Linked DNA regions of Mus musculus: region 2 is linked to region 1. The links are chromatin contacts, called in public HiChIP or PLAC-seq maps. All regions are on one chromosome and are shown on one strand. The core of a region is the stretch at or near the end of the contact, and the rest is flanking DNA. Distances in the headings are between cores, read along the strand shown. Region 1 has its middle 22 kb from the start of Gm41964. Region 2 overlaps Gm41964 (a long non-coding RNA gene).

Evidence for each region. HiChIP or PLAC-seq counts read pairs in DNA pulled down with a chosen protein or histone mark.
Region 2: a contact with region 1 is called in an H3K27ac HiChIP or PLAC-seq map of microglia, with 5 times the contacts expected there. The contact joins two enhancer-like sites. A contact is called at or near these places in 48 of 484 Hi-C or Micro-C datasets (the C10 cell line, CD4 T cells, CD8 T cells and 33 more) and 5 of 115 datasets of contacts at active chromatin or transcription factors (the HPC-7 cell line, bone marrow-derived macrophages, double positive thymocytes and 2 more).

What each region holds. Positions count from the first base shown.
Region 1 is chr1:143,914,686-143,918,465 of GRCm38.p6, forward strand. No RefSeq gene overlaps it. Among named protein-coding and RNA genes, the nearest start is that of Gm41964, 22 kb to the right of the region's middle. Within about 2 kb of position 2,071, at least 169 of the 459 cell types and tissues checked have an H3K27ac peak or open chromatin away from gene starts, as enhancers often do. A contact at or near this core is called in bone marrow-derived macrophages and microglia, where this site is marked.
Region 2 is chr1:143,986,801-143,990,580 of GRCm38.p6, forward strand. Gm41964 (a long non-coding RNA gene) reads left to right here. Exons shown (of 4, transcript XR_878589.2): 3 at 2,440-2,484. Among named protein-coding and RNA genes, the nearest start is that of Rgs2, 15 kb to the right of the region's middle. Within about 2 kb of position 2,076, at least 24 of the 459 cell types and tissues checked have an H3K27ac peak or open chromatin away from gene starts, as enhancers often do. A contact at or near this core is called in bone marrow-derived macrophages and microglia, where this site is marked.

The sequences.
Region 1 (3,780 bases), core at 821-3,320:
AACATTGACTTTTTATCTCATTGCAGCAAAGCTTAACAGCATCTAATTTTATCTGACTTAATGGTGGTTGCATGGCTTCTTTTCAGCAAGATTCTAATTTTCCTTTCATTTTATCATCCTGATTTTTATTTCAACTTTGCTTTTAAAGCATGTACACTGTGTTGACCTTTGGGTGGTCTTACTTTCAATACTATGAGGTCACTACACCATCACCAAAGTAACACCAATAAGCTTTTTTAGCTCACTTCCTAGCATAGAGGTTTTTTTGAATTGTTTTGTTTGTTTGTTTTGTAAAGACTTCAAAAGCAATCTTTAAAGAAATGTCAGATCAGCCAATTAAATCTCTGCCAGCAAGATCTCTTAACCCAATGTCCTTTCTTTTACTTTTATTTTATTACTCATGGAAAGAAAATTTGCTTAGCTTTGTCTTAACCTTGTATTTTGCGCATCACTTAATACTTATTGAATTTCTTCCCACTGGATGAATAGTTCTATTCTTTTGAAATAAGTGGCAATTCTTTGTACTCAGTGATTGAAATAAAAAAAAAAAGAAGTAATCCATTTACCAGATGTGCTTTGAAAATCTCATTTCTTTATAGAGATTGACTTAGTATTTCAGTTAATGTGATTCTCTTTGGACAATATGATTAGCTAAAAAAGAAAGGGTAACTACTTTCACATAATGTAATTGCTTCTCCAGGTGAGATTTGTGAATTTACCTATAGTACCTCAAACCAAACCTTTATTTATAGTTCAGTGGGTTTCTCTGATTACAGAAGAACATACTTTATGTTTTACTGTGGCAAGATAAGGCATAAAATCCTGTCCATTTTACTTTTTATATTAAATCCTAGTACACAGAGTGGGTTTATATGTAGCAAAGTAACTTTTCAGTTTCAAGTGAAAGTGTTCACTGGTTTATTAAGACATGGTCACATGTTGGGTATTTTTCTCATTAAGATTATAATCTCCTGAGACTGTATACTCTTCTGGATATCATGTAGGAACTATGTTTTTTCTCTTTTGTGTGAAAAGAGGATAAATGTTAAAAACAACAAGATTTAATTTAACAAAAGTCTAAAAACCCATAAACAACTCGATTGATTTGTCAAGTCAAAGGAATGCTGTATAGAACATTATAAAAAATCTTTCAGTGTTTTTTTCCAAACACAAATCCATTACTTTCTTTCTTTTTTATGAGTTTTTATTAGATTTGTTTATTTACATTTCAAATGTTATCCCCTTTCCTCGGAAAATCTCCTAACACCTCCCCCTTCCCCTGCTCACCAACCCGCCCCACCCACTCCCTCTTCCTGGCCCTGGCATTCCCCTTTACTGGGGCATAGAACCTTCACAGGACCAAGGGCCTCTCTTCCCATTGATGATCAACTAGGCCATCCTCTGCTACATATGCAGCTAGAGCCATGAGTCCCTTTGGTTGGTGGTTTAGTCCCAAGGAGCTCTGGGGATACTGGTTAGTTCATATTTTAGTTCCTCTGGGAGGGTTGCAAACCCCTTCAGCTCCTTGGGTACGTTCTCTAACTCCTTCATTGGGAACCCTGTGCTCAGTCCAATGGTTGGCTGTCAGCATCCAACTCTGTATTTGTCAGGCACTGGCAGAGCCTCTCAGGAGCATTACTTTCTTTTTGTTGGAAACTGTAGCTCTGTCAGGTGCACAGCTGTAGTTATAACTGTTTGTCTTCTAATGTTTCTTGAGATGAGTAACAGAATATATACATATAAAGGGTATTGAGTTTCAGTCTCAGGGTCCATTAGGGAGTGACAGTCAGTTGAGAACTGAACTGCTATTTGACTGTATCCAAAATTATTCTAATCTCTGAGTGTTTCAAAAGAGAACTTAACATTTTACAGTGATTTACAAGTTTTACTGTAGTCTTTCTTTTAGCTAGTTAACACATCTCTGCAGACGAGTTTGCAGTCCTTTCCCTCTGCAATTCGTATAGTTCACACGGAACTTGACTTCTGCTTTTTTGGCTGTCTAACTTCTCCTCTTTTAGATCATACGATGATAAACAGCACTTCCTCTGAGAGCATTCTCAGTCTGCCTGGGTCTGGGTTAGTTTCCGGACTGGCGAGACCGAGCTGTGGCCTGCTCCCTGCAGCAGCCTGTAGTGTGACCGTCTCCACAGCACAATTTTAGTGAGGCCTGGCTTCATCTCTGTCTTTTCATGTCTTTCCTCACCTGTTCAGCAAATGTGCAATGGGCATCTCTGCTTGTCTCTAATAGGCTCTGCTACCTTAGCCGTCAACTGTTGAAACCTTCCCTAGCTTGGGGAGCTTGACGTGAGGAATACTAGACAGGAGATATTCTTCCACAGTATACTGGGTGATGACTCTCTTTTACTGTCTTGTTAGGAAGAGGAACTAGCTCCCCTTTTATTTACATGTTCCTTCACCAGGCTGGACAGGCAGATAGTTTTTCTTGTTGGAAAAAAATGTCAGTACCATATCCTTTAGCCTTGGTAGAGATCATTTTTCCTCAACTGTTGCCAACTTCCTCCCCCCTCCATTAAATTTTAGCACCACAAGCATACTGCGTTTCTGTGGATTGCCTTTGAAGATCCATGGATCACTGTGTCTTTTCTTTACAACCCAAGAATACGTTTTTGGTCTTTTTGGGTCTGTTGCTCGGTGTTTGGTTGTGCTGATGTTGCAATTACTATCAAGTGTCAGTGGCCAGGAAATGGGGGAGATCCACAGAGGGGCATTTGACTTTTTCAACCTTTCCTAGCTTCTCCCAGTTAGAGAAAAAGACGGTATGACGCATTCCAGTTTCTCTGGGAGATGGTCTTGTATATCTATAAGGGCCTCAAGTGTCCTGTCTGTCTGTCTGTCTGTCTCTCTTTTTCTCTCTCTCCCCTCCCTCCCTCCCTTTTCTGCCTGCCTGTCTTCCTTTCTTTTACCCAAAAGGGAGGTGTGCTGTGGTTTCTAGAGGCAGGATCCAGGTCTGAGCTCTTCCAAATTTGGCAAAAGCTCCTGGCACGTTTTTCCCCCTGAGCTCTCTTGTTTAGTTCCCTGAGCTGTTTGGGGACATCTGCAGCTGAAGAACAATCTTCTCTCCTGGGGGTGGAGAAAGGGCCACGTGACTTCTCCCTTCTCGTGTCTCGTGGCACACTGGGTGTTTGTAGCCAAACTATCCTGGGCTCTGGAGAATCTCACAACGCAAACAGCTTGCCTTTTGAGGCTTGGGCATATGTTCTAGGCAGTCTGAAGCCTGCTTGCATGAGTTCTGTGACTCCCTCCACTCTGCCAAGACCAGCTGGCTGTTATTAGTTCTGTATCTTTTGTTCTCCCCAGCTCAGTCTAAATACAATTTCATAAATATTGACTGGGGTGATTTATACTGAACTTCATGAGATTGAACTACAGATGAGCAGGTGAAATGTTGGGCAATTTTAAATAGCTTGTTTAAGGTTGCCCAGTTTGAGAAATAGGGTAACTTCAGAATCTGAACCCAGTTTTTTTTCTGACTCACCTGCATTATGTTACCCTCATCTTCCAAACTGGGTGACAAAGCACGTTGCTTACGGACATTTCTCTCACGCAGTGCTTTGTATGCTTGGGTATGGAGAGAAGCTGTGTAGGCTGGCAATGAGGATGCACCAGTCTCAGCCCCATAGTGGTGTTGTTCAGAACACTGAAGCACCCTTTGAGACTTGGCAGATCTCGAATTATAACCTAACTTCTTTATGGTACTTTTGGTAGAAGGTCTCAGAAAGGCCAGATGTAGAAAGCAGGGCGCCATCATCTTTGAAGATT
Region 2 (3,780 bases), core at 826-3,325, 72 kb after region 1:
TTCTAACATGCATTTACAAAGCATCTAAAACGATGACCATTGATGTCATCAAACACGAACCCACCACTTTCTATATAGGGTGTGCAAGTTAGGGAGTTCCTAGTGTCTTGCTTCTGTCCCTGACGGCAACAGCAGCATTCCTTTCATTTCTCCATAAACTATAATCATGCTACCGTGGTTGCTGTGATCACTGTAAGGAAGCACTCATCTTTCAGACCAGGTAAGAATAAGAACAATACACGGCTTTACCATATTTTCATTGGTTCTTCTTCTGTGATCATTTCTGAGCCCCAAGCTTTGGGTTCATCTCATTCACTTTCTCTCTGAAAAGAGTATGTTAACATTTCATGCCCACTAGGACTCTTTAGAGGTAAATTCTCTCCATGCTTTACCTGTAGGATAAGGTTTTTATTTTGTTTTCAGGTAGGAAGAATGATTTTTACTGGATATAGACAGCTGTGTGAATGGTTTTCTAATTCTTTCAATGTATTAACTACTTCATTTTGCTTTCTATTTGTATGATTTCTAACCGGAGGTCCACTATGATTCTTACCATAGCTCCTAAGTGCTAAATGCACTCCTTTTAATCTGATTTGCTTTCAGAGTTTCCTCCAATGTATATCTGTTCAGCAAATGATGTGTTCTCTCTCTCTCTCTCTCTCTCTCTCTCTCTCTCTCTCTCTCTCTCTCTCTTTCTGTTTATCCCTCTTACTAGTCACTGAATTTAAAAGACAATTTTCTGCAATTAGTTTTGGAAAAACCATCCCTTCCTTCCTTCCTTCCTTCCTTCCTTCCTTCCTTCCTTCCTTCCTTCCTTCCTTCTTTCTTTCTTTCTTTCTTTCTTTCTTTCTTTCTTTCTCTCTTTTCATTTAGAAAAAGAAGCATTACAAAAGCGAAATGATATAGTTAGTATGGAGAATGAGCAAAATTTCCAGAGCACCTCATCTTTTCTCCAAGCAGTTGGTTTCTTTAAGCCATTTCTGCCTGCTTTGCTTTCCCTTTGATTTTAAGGATAGTCTTAGAGCATCCTGACATCTAATGTAAGTAGAATAGCCCAATCTGAACGCGTTGGTTCAGATCTTGAACTTGAGTCTTAGTATGGGCTGGGAGGATATTGCTTCCCCATCTGCTGTGACAAGGACTGGAGATCCTCAGGCCTGATTCTTGCATGATGGGAACTTGTTTTGTAGTATCACTGAAGGGTACTTAGCAAACTTATTTTTGGCTAGGCTGCCATGTTCCTAGTATAGCCAGCACCCCTGCAGGAAGTAGCAGCTGACCCTGTTCATGAGGAGGGTGAGACTCTGGCTTTTCCCTAAGAATCTTTTACTTGGATAGTTTCTTCTTGAAATTTGTGTTTTACATCTGGGTTATGAGTTATGGGGATCCTTTCTTATAATACTTGTTCTGTAACCATTGTCTTTACTGTTTCAAAAGCTTGAACCCAGACTGTTTCCATTACCTGGTGAGCATCCTGCCTTCCAGCTTCAGACTGTTGACCTTCCTCTATGGATTCATTTGAACAGTTTTGTGCTGGCTAGTTTTATGTCAACTTGACCCAAGCTAGAGTCATTTGGGAAGAGAGACCCTCAACTGAGAAGGTATCCCCACTAGGTTGGTCTGTGGGAAAGCGTTTGGGCCTTTCCTTTCCTTTCCTTTCCTTTCCTTTCCTTTCCTTTCCTTTCCTTTCCTTTCCTTTCCTTTCCTTTCCTTTCCTTTCCTTTCCTTTCCTTTCCCTTTTCTTTTTGGTTTTTCAAGACAGGGTTTCTCTGTGTAACCCTGGCTATCCTGGAACTCACTTTGTAGACCAGGCTGGCCTCAAACTCAGAAATCCACCTGCCTCTGCCTCCCAAGTGCTGGGATTAAAGCCGTGCGCCACCACACCAGGCTGGCATTTTCTTGATTAATGATCAAAGTGAGAGGTCTCAGCTCACTGTGGGTGGTGTACCCCTGGGCTGGAGGTCCTGAGTGATATAAGCAGCCTGAGCAAGCCATGAGGAGCAAGCCATTAAATAAAGTTCCTCCATGGCGTCTCTAGCAGTTCTTGACTCCAATGCCCTGCCCTGATTACCCTGGATGATGGACTATAAGTTAAAAGAGGAAGTAAACCCTTTCCCAGTGACCTGGTCTAAATCTCTCCCACATGTTTAAAAATAGCAGGCATCTGATTAGTCGTTTCTTCTACGTGATTGCTTAACTCACTTTTCTGTTTTACTCCGAAGTCTAGACTCAACAGTTCAAGTGCAAGGTCGTGTCTCCAAGCCCTCAGATCTGGCATTTGTTAGCATAGAAAAACACATCTTGCTTCTTTCATACTCCTTCTTGAGCATCTTCCCGGCCAATTCTATCTCTTCCAGCTTGCTGGTTTGTATCTGCATCTCTTTTACAACATCCAATTGTAACTATTTTTCCTCCTTTAACTACTTTCTTGTTCACTAGGGGCTGCTGTTCTGAGTGCTGCCTTGCTTCTGGGGAAAATAGAAGGTAAGGAAAGACTTTAAAGAGAAATGTTGTCTAGATAACTAAACAGTTATAGGAAATACAACAATCATAATAAGAACAAAACAAATCCATTTCACACTTTAGGTAAAAATTAATACAAACAGCTCATCTTATTAAATGTAAGGAACTAATTTTTAGGTAAAACTTTAATATCAACATTTGAGAAAATTCTTGGGACCTAGGGCTGGACAAGGTGTTTATTGGCTTAACATCAAAAGCAAAATTCATAAGATGAAATCTAGGTAATTTTTAGAGTTCATAAAAACTGAAAATGTTTGTTTAGATGAGGAAACTATAGATGACAGAACTATGTTGCAAAGCATACATCTGATGGAAGATTAACAGATCTCTCTCTCTCTCTCTCTCTCTCTCTCTCTCTCTCTCTCTCTTTCGGCAACTGAGGACCGAACCCAGGATCTTGTGCTTGCTAGGCAAGCATTCTAACACTGAGATAAATCCCCAACCCTGAACAAATACTTCTCTATGATCACCAAATTCTTCATTGAGGGAGAAAAACTAGATCAGTCATGCTCTATTAGCATAGCTCCTCTTCTCTGGAAAATTTGGGGTTTGGTCCGCCACTCCCCCCCCCGCGCCCCCCCCCCCCCCCACACACACAATGAACTGAAACATGCAGCTGTCAAACCTAACAACAGCCATGCTTGACTGGATAAAAACAATAGTCCATTCAGTCACGATCAAATTTAGACGCATCCTGGAATCCCACATACAGAGTCATGAACTAACTGCTCAGTGACATTAAGATAAACACATCAGTCCAAAGAGCTGCTTAGCAATTAGTATTGTTTGATACTGTGGGATATTCACAAGCTTTTTTTTTTTCTTTTTCTTTTTTAAACTAAACCATGACTTCCTTCACATGAGTCATGATCAAAATTATTTCTAAAGTGATTACATGGTTAAATTATATTGCCCTTAAAATCTTGATGCCTTTAGTTGTACTTTTAAACAAACTTTACAGAATTTGTGTGTCTCTGGAACCTGACACAAATTGAAAACATTTGAAAGAAGTAGTACTTGCAGCCCTGACATTTATGTTCCAATGATTAATGTCGACTTCTATGAGAGCTATCCTCCAGGAGGCCCTGTGCCAAATGACGATCAATATCTCAAGCTTCCTCATCAACAGGAAAAATAATACCACTCCGTTTCCGAACCAAAGCTTGTTATCTTGCCGTTGCCAGACTACACTAAGCTCCTGGAAATGTAGTGTTTTCAACAGTGCTCAATGGTACTGTCTCAAAATGCTGTCACTGT